Regions from separate parts of the Sus scrofa genome. Here region 2 is linked to region 1. The links are chromatin contacts, called in public Hi-C maps. All regions are on one chromosome and are shown on one strand. The core of a region is the stretch at or near the end of the contact, and the rest is flanking DNA. Distances in the headings are between cores, read along the strand shown. Region 1 overlaps LOC106509912 (a long non-coding RNA gene). Region 2 has its middle 110 kb from the start of ID2.

The links. Hi-C and Micro-C count contacts between places; a contact is called where the count stands out from the background.
Region 2: a Hi-C map of liver shows a contact between it and region 1, with 3 times the contacts expected there. The contact joins two enhancer-like sites. A contact is called at or near these places in 1 of 47 Hi-C or Micro-C datasets (liver) and 1 of 2 datasets of contacts at active chromatin or transcription factors (alveolar macrophages).

Annotation. Positions count from the first base shown.
Region 1 is chr3:127,516,711-127,521,830 of Sscrofa11.1, forward strand. LOC106509912 (a long non-coding RNA gene) reads left to right here. Exons shown (of 3, transcript XR_002342872.1): 2 at 1,629-5,120. It overlaps LOC102160712 (a long non-coding RNA gene), which reads right to left. Exons shown (of 2, transcript XR_002342867.1): 2 at 1,162-5,120. Among named protein-coding and RNA genes, the nearest start is that of ID2, 16 kb to the left of the region's middle. Within about 2 kb of position 2,526, at least 10 of the 83 cell types and tissues checked have an H3K27ac peak or open chromatin away from gene starts, as enhancers often do. A contact at or near this core is called in liver, where this site is marked.
Region 2 is chr3:127,609,901-127,615,020 of Sscrofa11.1, forward strand. No RefSeq gene overlaps it. Among named protein-coding and RNA genes, the nearest start is that of ID2, 110 kb to the left of the region's middle. Within about 2 kb of position 2,406, at least 34 of the 83 cell types and tissues checked have an H3K27ac peak or open chromatin away from gene starts, as enhancers often do. A contact at or near this core is called in liver, where this site is marked.

The DNA.
Region 1 (5,120 bases), core at 1,276-3,775:
CAGTGGCCCCAGCTGGCAAGTGACTCAGCATGACTCAGCAGCTTGACTTTTAGGGGAGCCAGAATATTCTGCCACACAACCACCATATGGTAAACATTCGCACTATTGAGCGAAATCACTGTAAATTAAACACACCGGTCTTAAAAAAAAAAAAAGGCCCAGATTGCCTCACACCCAAACTGGAGAGATGAGCTGAAGGATGATGCAGAGAGCAGGATGACAAAGGCTCTTTCTGATGGGTTCCAAGTGCAGAGCTGTTGCTCAGAAGGTGGGGTGGGGTGGCGTGGGGTGGGGAAGGCTGGGGGCGGGGGTCGGGGAAGAAGCAGAAGCACCTGTGCTTCCTCGTGGAGGTGGCCCCTCTTGGCTTCAAAAAGAGAGCAGGGGTTCCCATTGGGGCTCAACAGGCTCAGAACCCGACTTGTACCCGTGAGGATGAGGGTTCAATCCCTGGCTTTGTTCAGTGGGTTTAGGATCCGGTGTTGCCGTGAGCTGTTAGCGTGGGTTGCAGACGTGGCTCGGATCCAGGGTTGCCGTGGCTGCGGTGTAGCTCCGCAGCTGCAGCTCCCGTTCTACCCCTAGGCTGGGAACCTCCATATGCCAAGGGCATGGCTGGAAAAAGATAAAAAAGATGAAAAAGAAAAGGAAAACAGCCAACCACGCCGATTTTAACCTGGCTGCATCTGTTTTATTTATTTGGGGGAAACTTATCCTTTATTCTGCAGTTTTAAGCTTGGGGAATCTTGAGCTTCTTTCCTTTCCTTTTTCGATGTGGTGCCAATGCCTGGCTCTTTTTAAAGGCCATCGCTGCCGCTGACACTTGGCAGTCTCTGCAAATGAGACGATGGCCTGAATCCCACCGAGAGGCCCTCCGCAGCCCTCCGTGGCAAGCCAGCCGAGCTCTCAGCCTGCTTCCCCTCCGAGTGTCCAGGGTCATCGTGTTAAGCCTTTGGTTAAAGAACAGCCTCTTTGAAGCAGCTGCTCTAGGCCGGCCTTCTCGTCCCGGATGGTTTCTCGGTATTTGGTGCTCACGTGACAGAGGGCATACGCTGGATTCCTGGCCTTTTAGAGTTCGCTGTTTTCTTCAGCTGAAGTAGCTTGTTATGCTTTAGAAAGATTTTGCTTTTTAGGTCATAAAGTGGAGCTTGAAGACTGGAAGAGGGCTTTTTTTTTTTTTTTTTTTTTTTTTTGGTATGTTTTGTTTTATTTGAATGTCTTGACTCTGTGCTGCAAAGAATCTGGGAAAACTAGAGGTTAGCCTGGAGAGGTTTTTCGGAAAGTTCAGGCTGTCCCTTGGGCTCGGGGTTTATCCCTGGGGCAGGTGGGTATGGTGGCTTTCAGGCCATCATTGTCCTCTCACCTGTTCTGGTTCTTTGAACTCCGCTGAATACCCCCGGAATGTTCTCACATCATAAGCTCCTGGGGAGCAGAGCCTGGTTTACCCTTTGCACCCCTGGACCCTTCAAACAACAACGGTGTGGCACGAGGCACGAGAAGGAATGAAGATGCGTCTGTTGGCTGCAGTGAAAACACTCTCTACATCAAAGGCTATTCCCTGATTCTCCTTTTATGCTTTTATTTTTCTTCTTTTTCTTTTCTTCTTCTTCTTTTTTTTTTTTTTTTTCATATAGATGTTCCAGGCTAAGGGTGGAATTGAAGCTGCAGCTGCCAGCCTATGCCACAGCCACAGCCACGTGGGATCTGAGCTGCATCCTCAACCCACGCCACAGCCTGTGGCAACACCAGATCCTTAACCCACTGAGCGAGGCCAGGGATGGAACCCACATCCTTGTGGACGCTGCTCGGGTTTGTAACCCACTGAGACGCGATGGGCAGTCCCTGGTTCTCCTTTTAAAACAAGAGACTAATGACTCTAGATCCCCCCAGATCGAGGGAGCGGGGCGAGGAGGCCCCCGTGTGTCCTGGAAGAGGTTTGCTGCTCGAGGAACCCTGGGGAGGGGGAAAGCTAGACTATGAGACACCCACCGCTGAGCCCAGACTGTGACCTTTTCCGAATGGATCTCGACCTTCAGGGCACGAGACCAGATGCTTTCTGCGATTACTTTTTAAAAAAAGACCTTCACATGGTCTGAGTTGCGTTTTGCTGTTTAATTTTTAACCGACAGTGCCTCTGTTGAGTCTGCTTCTGGGAAGAAAACTGTATTTAGAGGTGACCCGCAGTTTACCAGAATAGAGCGAAGGCAGCGCAGAACTTCTCAAAGACGGCCCCAGTTTTCTTAGATAGCACTGTTTTTTGTTTTTTTCCCTCCCATGTAAAGCCCTCCGGAAACTTAGGTGAACGCCAGCTTGGAATTTTGTCCCATCCCCCTGCCGCGGGCCGAATGATGGTGTCTCCTCCAAATTCATGTGTTGAAGCCCTAACCCCCGTGTGTGGGTGTTTGCAGGTGGCCTCTGGTAGGTGACAGGGATTAGATGGGGCGGTGAGGGAGGGGCCGCCCTGATGGGACCAGGGTCCTCCTAAGAAGAGACACCAGACAGCTTGCTCCTCCCCCCTGCCCCACGTGAGGAGCCGGCTGCCACCCTGCCAGGGGCAGAGGGCTCTCACCGGGCACTGAATCCACCGATGGCGTGATCCTGGACTTCCTGCCTCCAGAACTGTGAGAAATCAATGTTTGTCATTTAAGCCAGCCCGCCTCCCCCCACCCCCACTTCCCGCCTCAGTTCTGTGCCCTGATCCCCAGCCCGGGCCCCTCCGAGGGCTGTTCCCTCTGGGAAGTCACAGCCCCCTGGGGCCCAGGATCGGATATTAGCCCACGCCTCTGACCCTTCCCAGCTGCCCTGCCTTCGGGATGATGTCCAGATTCTGACGGTGCTGCAGGTCCTGGCAGGTTGTGACCGACCTGCTGTCCCACCTGAGCTGTCACCCCTGCTCCTGTCACAGCACTCCTGACCGACCTGCTTGCTGCTCCACAGAGTTCTCTCCTGTGCGGGGTGGGGGTTTGCTTCTCTGTCCATCCTGCTCTCGGGGGCTCCCTTCATCCTCCTTTGGTGGCCTGGTCCTTCTTTGTCCCCAATCTCAAATGTCACTTCTGCTAAAATCTCCCCTGGCCCACCTGGGCCCCCTCTCCCCAGAGTCTCCCCTTCAGAGCCACAAGCACCAGGCTGGGCTGCCTCCTGGTCGAATCCTTTGAGCTTTGCAGCCCCTGCGGCGGCCCCGCCAGGGGAGCTTTCATCACAGACCGGGCCTGGCAGGTGGGGCCATGTCCAGGGGGCAGACGGCCCTGCCCCCACTAGGACACCAGGGTAGAGGCTCTCCGAGCGTGGACCATGATATCAGTGCCACTGGGACGGTCAAGGGTGAAGATTCTCAGACCTCATCCAGGCCGGTGAATCAGAAGCCCCGGGGAGGTGTGCTCCTGCAAGCCCCCCAGGGGATTCTGATGCCGGCCAGGTATGAGAGCCCCGGGCCGGGGAGAGAACTGCCAGGATGAGCTGCCGCCCCCTTGGCAGCCTCCCCTGTCCCCTGTGCACTCAGGTCTCCACGTCAGCATCCGAAGCCTCTGTGTCCTGAAGGCGCACTCCGAGGAGACCGTTTGCCACCAAAGCTTAAAGCCAGGTGTCAATAAACCCACTGGGGACCAGGCCGGACGGACTTTGGAAGAAAAGGTGCTGTGTGCCCTTCAGCAGTTCCAGCGAAAGGCCCATCAGTTGGTGCCTCGGTCCCCTGGGCTCCCAGCCAAGCACACCTGACTGGATTAATGAGCATCTGGTTGGGGAAGAAAAGGAGCCAGAGGCGGCAGGTGAAAGTCCCAGTTGGAGCCGTGTGGACACTGCCTGGGATCCTGGTGCAGGGGCTTGTTACTTTATGAGGCCTGGACATGGCATCTGTCATGTTCATGGACCCATAATCTGCTATTGCCAGAAAGGAGCCCCGAAGGTCACTTTGCACTGTTTTTGAAATTACAGTTGAAGACAAAGGTCTCAGCCACTCCCGTCTCCCTGCGTCCTGAGCGGACATCTGCCCTGGGAGTGGGGTTTGAGCTCGGCCAGGCACCCCTGGCCTCAGCAGAGATGCTCTTGGAGGCCAGAGGAGAGGGGGAGCCTCTCACTGGGAGCTCGGGCCCCCCAGGGCTGACCTGCCCCTCCCTGCTCTCCCCTAGGCTGGCAGTAAGGGTGCAGGGGTGCTGGAGAGTCACCGAGGGGTTATGCTGCCTCCAAGTCTGCCCCAGTTATTGGAGGCTTCCCAGGAATTTGGGGGCACATAGCTCTTTGTATTCTTGGGGTTTTGTCCAATTCTTGAGCAAAGGGGAAATTTGCACCCCGTGGCCACCCCATCCAGCATTTGCAAGGCTAAGCAATAAAAAACTCGGGGTCCAGTCTCTGCTCTCCTCCAAAAAGCCCATGGACAGGGCCCCCTGGGGGATAAATGCACAGAATACAGCAGCCCCCAGCCTCAATTTTCCAAACATAAAAGTCATAAGTAGCCATATGACTTATTTTCCAAAGCAGGACATTTGTGAGAGAAGCGGGGGACACCATTCACCAGCAAGAACAGCAGCATAAGCCGGCGTGAACTCCAACCATCCTGGGCCAGTGCCCGGGGGTCCCCTGGCTTGGAACCAGTTGAAGCTGATTATGAGAGATTCCACTGTCATGCTGCAACCAAGCAAAAACACAATATGCACAGTTGCTAGAAAAGTCACCCCTCCGTTGACTGTTGTCTGTGTGCATCAGAAAGGTGATGCCACAGACCTGTGGTGAGGGCAAAGTGGAATGAGACAAGAGTGACAGTTTGGCGTGGAGGGTGGCATTTGGCTACGTAAGGACACAGCGCGGACCCAATTACAACTGAGGCCAGAGCCATTGTATCCCAGGGTCAAAACGGGGACCTTGCTGTTCCCCTGCTCCAAGCCTCTAAGCAGCTCCCCATGGTTGACTGAGAGAAGCAGGCCACCTGCACTGAAGACTTGCTCTCCGGACTCCATCCTGGAAGCACAGGCCTCCTCCCAGCTGGCCTCCAGGATGTCTCACCCCCTCGCCTCTGCTCCATGGTGTATGGAAGTTCCCAGGCTAGGGGTTGAATTGAAGCTGCAGCTCAGCCTCCGCCAGATCTGAGCCACATCTGCCACCAACACCACAGCTCACGGCAACACTGGATCCTT
Region 2 (5,120 bases), core at 1,156-3,655, 93 kb after region 1:
CAGGGAGCCGCTTACCCTCAGACCGACCTCCTGTCCTGGACCAGCGACCCGAGAGCCTGCTGGCTCCCTTGGGGGAGGACCCCACCCCCACCCCCTGTCCTCAGAGACAGTAAGATGGGGGCTCTGTTTGTTGAGTTCTGGGGCGTCAGGAGGGAGGCAGGGCCACCTGCGGGGCCCTTGGGGCCCAGGGCTGCTGGCTTGAGCCGGGCTGGGCTGCCTGTTCTGGGGTAAGCTACCCTCCTCCACCCATCACAGCCCCTCGGGCCTTTCCTGTCATCAGTTCCCTCCCAGTGCACACAGCATCGCCCCGAGGGTGTAACATTAGACCCAGACTTTCAGAGCTGTCACTTCTCCTCGCCAAACCTTGGCATGGTTTAACCAAGGACACAAAGGGAGTTTGCAGAAAAGGGACGCCAAGGCCTAGGGCCAGTTCTGCCTCGGGGAGAGAGACCCCCCTGCCAGAGCTGTGAGCCGCTTTGCAGACTCTCCTCTGTTTCCCCCCCCCCCCCACCGTTGCTGCGTTCACTCCATTTCCGAGATAGGGGAACCGAGGCGCAGAAAGAGGAAGCGACCTGGGCCAGGGCACCCAAACTGTGAGTGGCAGATCTGAGATTTACTCTGGGCAGACTCCGAGGCTCACAGCCCCGCTCTAGCACCGCTTCCATGTGTCCCTCAGGCCCCAGGGCCTTTCGGTGGCTGTGGGTCACACGGTCACTCGTGGGGCGGCCGACACTACCGCCACCTGCCTCCCACCGGCTGGGCAGACAGGGGGAGACACGGCCTCTGTTTCCCGCCTCCCCAGCCCTGCTGCCGAGGCTGGTGCCTGAGCCCCGTGTCCCAACCTGCAGCCTGCAGAGCCCACCCCCGTGACCGACAGGCTCGTACATTTCCCCATTCAGCTGATGGTGAGTGCTGTGCTATTTTAAGCCCACATGGAAGTATTTTTTTTTCCTAAGGACCATCTGCTACCGGCCCCAGCCCAGATGATACAGTTAGAACTTACCCACAGCATCCTCTCCCGCCTTCAGACAGTTCCAGGAACAAGGGTGAGTCAGTCGCCCAGCTGAACTCCCGTCCTGCTAAGAGATGGCCCCGGTTTGGTGCCAGCGGAGGGGGCTGCTCACCCCGGGGGGCAGGGGCGCTGCTTCTCAGGGGCAGGAAAGGGACCCCTGCCCCTCACAGTGGTGCTGCCTGCAGAGAGAGCCTGGAGAAGGCCTGGGAAGGCTGAGTCCACCCTCCCAGCTGAGCCTCTTTTGGCTCAGAAGCTGAGACCTGGTTCGGGAGTTCAAGTGCGGACGATGAAGCGTGTCATGAAGGTGTCACGGAGAAGCGGGTGGCCAGCAGGGCACCTGCTCTGGCTGCTTCTGGGAGAACCCCGGGTGTGCTTTGGGGTGCCAAGAGGTTGGGTCCCCTCTCGCTGGATGCATGGGCCAGCATCCCCCCGAGGCCAGGGGGGATATTCCGAAACACTGACCACAGGCCCTCAGGGGTGGGCTCTGCTCACCTCCCCTCTCTCCCTCCCTCCCCGCCCCCAGGGGCTCCCCATGAAGAGAGGCTGTGTAACTCTGTGTATAGCACAGAGATTGGAGTCAGACCTTCTAAGCACTACTCCCCTGAGTCTCCGTTTGCTCATCTGTAAGATGGGAGCCATCGAACCTACGTTCCCGGATGTGCATGAGCACTAAGTGGTACCCTAGGAATTCCCACTGCAGCGCAGGGAAGTGCTGGGACACAGGTTGGATCCCCGGCCCAGCACAGTGGGTTAAGGATCCAGCATTGCTGCAGCTGCAGCGTAGGTTGCAACTACATCTGGGATCTGATCCCTGGCCCAGAAATGCCATATGCCGTGGGGCAGCCAAAAAGAAAGACCAAAACCAAAAACTGGGGCGATGTGTGCGAGGGGTCTGGTACTCTGCCCAGCTACTGTCGTCTGTGTCATTATGACCTTCAGAGGGCCTGTCCTTTGAGCCGGCTGAGATATCAGGTCTGCGCCCTGTCAAGCAGGGCTGCTGTGCCGCACATGCTCTGTTGGCCTGGGCCCCCTCTCCTACTGGGCACTGGTCATTTGGCTGCAGGGACTCTGGTTACTAGGCATGGGCAGCAGCTGACTTGAGCCTGGCAGGGTAGCCCTGGGCGGCTGTTATTTCATCACAGGCCCTCTGGCTAGACCGTTGCCTCTCTTGCTGTCCGTGGCAGAAGCCGGGACGCTCAGCCAGGGGGCTTCTCTGTGCTTCCTCCTGCCTCCTGGCTGCTCACTTCCCTCTCGGGCTGTGGGCTGTGCCCGTCTGGCGGCACCTCCCTCGGTTCTGACCCCACAGCTGTGTCCCCGAGCGCTATCGGGTGCATGCAGCCCTCCGAGGCCCCGGGAGTGGCCCTGTGAGCAGGCGAGGGGCTGAGGCCTGACAGCTCGGCTTCCTGTCTCAGAGTCTATCTGCTGCCGCTCTGCAGAGGCCTACAGTTTATCTGTGGCCAGTGTTCGCACCCATTTCCTGCCAGCTGCTACTGGTTTTTCACTCTGCTCCGATAGCACCGGTAACTGGGAAAGGACCCGGGCTGCGTGATTCACCCGCGCCGGCGGGCAGGGATGCCACGCTGGGGCACAGGGCCCTTCCCCACCGCACACGGAGGGACAGCACCGTCTCTGTCCCCTGGGCCTTCCCCGCAGGCCCTGGCGGGGAGACACAAAAAACACCCGCACATTCATCGCGCCCCGAAAGTTGCTTGTGTGTGTGTTCCTGCGCCCGTGTGGGGTCTAAGGGATTTTTTTTTTTTGAATGCACCCGGGCCGAAGCAAACGGTGTCTTGTTTGGAGAAGTCAGAATGTAACTCGGGGCTGAGCGTCGCCCCTCTGGCGGGGAGCCCCAGTTCTCGCTGAGGGACGGTGGTGGTGAGCTGGCGGTGGCCCAGTTGAGGATTGGGTAGTCACACCTAAAATTTTATTTCCTGGCATTTCACACAATGCGGAGGAAAATCCCCCACCACAGCAAGGGACTCCTTCAAATAGAAAACGAGAACGCGTCCATTCATTTTTATTTTTTATGTTTTGCTTTTTTATGGCTGCACCTGCGGCATATGGAAGTTCCCAGGCTCAGGGTGGAATCGGAGCTGAAGCTGCCGGCCTACACCACAGCCACAGAAACCCAGGGTCCGAGCTGCGTCTGCGACCTACACCCCAGCTCACGGCAATGCCGGATCCTTAGCCCCATGAGCAAGACCAGGGATCGAACCTTCATCCTCATGGATGCTAGTCAGGTTCTTAATCCATTGCGCCACAATAGGAACTCCCCATTTTTTTTTTTTTTTAAATGTGGTGGATCAGAGTTTTGAAGCGTCCTGAATGTAGATAAGCCTCTGGCTAAGTGTCATGAATTGGCTAGAGTGTGGCTTCCCAAGCCTGGGTTCAAGTGCAGGGAGCAGAGGTCTCTGCAGGGTGAGGCCAGGGCAGGCAGCAGCAGCACTCCAGAGCCGGAGGGGAATGCAGAACCCGTGGTCCAGACCCGCTGGCACTCAGGCTGGGTTTTACCCGGCTCTGCAGGTGGCCCTGCCGTGCCATCAAGCATGAGAAGATGCAGACCTCATTGGGAGGCTTTTAAATTTTTCTTGGGTGGCAAAGAATCAAAGTGGTACTCCAGTATGAAATGATTCACGCCACACGTAGTTACTGCCCTCCCTGGTGGGTACTAGACTGTGCGCTGGGTGCAGCAAGGGTCCACCTGGCATCCAGAGCCCACATCCCTGTCCCTGGTCTTGAGAAGGTGAAGTCCACGACAAGAATGCCGCCTGATCTGGGGACGTCCCCTAGTCAGGTGGGGGAGGGGTGCCGGGGGAGGGGCCTGGGCTATTTCACGGGGATGGGAATTACAGGAAAGGGAGGGGGAAAGCTGGATGGTGGCCTTGGTAGGTGTGGGGTTTATCCCAGCTCCGACACTGTGTAGTGCAGCTCACAGAAGCCCCTAAACATCTCAGCCTCAGCTTTCTCATCTGTACAATGGGCTGAATGATTTTGAGACTTAAATGAGGTAATACCTGCCACATGCCTCGCACAGCCCTCGCTAATATCTATAAGAGATGTTAGCAAGTATTGCATCTGAGGGCAGTGGGGAGCCATGGAGGGTTTCTAGCCAGTCAGTGACACGAGCAGGATACTCTCTTTCCTCCTGGAAATGCCTCGGACCTTTAGGCCAGGAGAAGCTCTTTGTTGAGACTGAGACGCCCGTACCATTAATATTTCCAGCTATAATCAAATTTAAAACATGTCTGAGAAAAATGTTAGGTGTTTCCTTTGTGGCTCCGTGGGTTACGAACCTGACTAGTATCCATAAGGATGTGGGTTCGATTCCTGGCCTCGCTTAGCGGGTTAAGGATCCGGTGTAGCTGTGAGCTGCAGTGTAGGTCACAGACACAGCTCAGATCTGGTGTGGCTGTGGCTGTGGCTGGCAGATGCAGCTCCAATTCCACCCCTATTCTGGGAACTTCTATATGCCACAGGTGTAGTCCTAAAAGGGGGGAAAAAAAAAGAAAGAAAGGAAAAAAAAATATGTTAAAACTCCTAACAAGCACCCTGCTTCCTCAATCGGCCTATCTTTGGATCCTAAAAGCTGCCACAAGCAGAATCCAAAGCTATGTTTTTTCTTTGGATTGGGAACAAAATTGTAGAATGACAACTCAGTTTTTCCCTCTCAAAACGTCCCAAGGCTCCGAGTATGAGAATATGCTGTAGCTTTCAAAACCCGTGCCTGTAGGGGTGGCTGAGAGACAAACCCCCCTGCCCTCGGGCGGGACCAGCTCTGACGGTCCCCACCGCAGTGGCCTGCCTTCTCCACACACTGGCCAGAGTGGCTCGGGGCGCTGCAGAGAGATGGGTGACCAGGGTGTGTTCTTAAAGACAAAAGAGCGAGGGTGGTGGTGGGTGGCCGGGAGGGGTCCCTGGGGACTCCATCCAAACCCCCTCCCCCTGCTTCACCCATCTCACTCGTAACCTGGGCACTTTTCCCACGTCTGTGCTCAGACAGCTCCTCAAGTGGGAGAGAAAGTGCTCGAAGGTCATTGCACGAAAGCCAGGCGAAGGATGGGCCGGGGTGCTCCAGGTCCGCAGCTGGTTCTGCAGAGTCAGGCGGGAC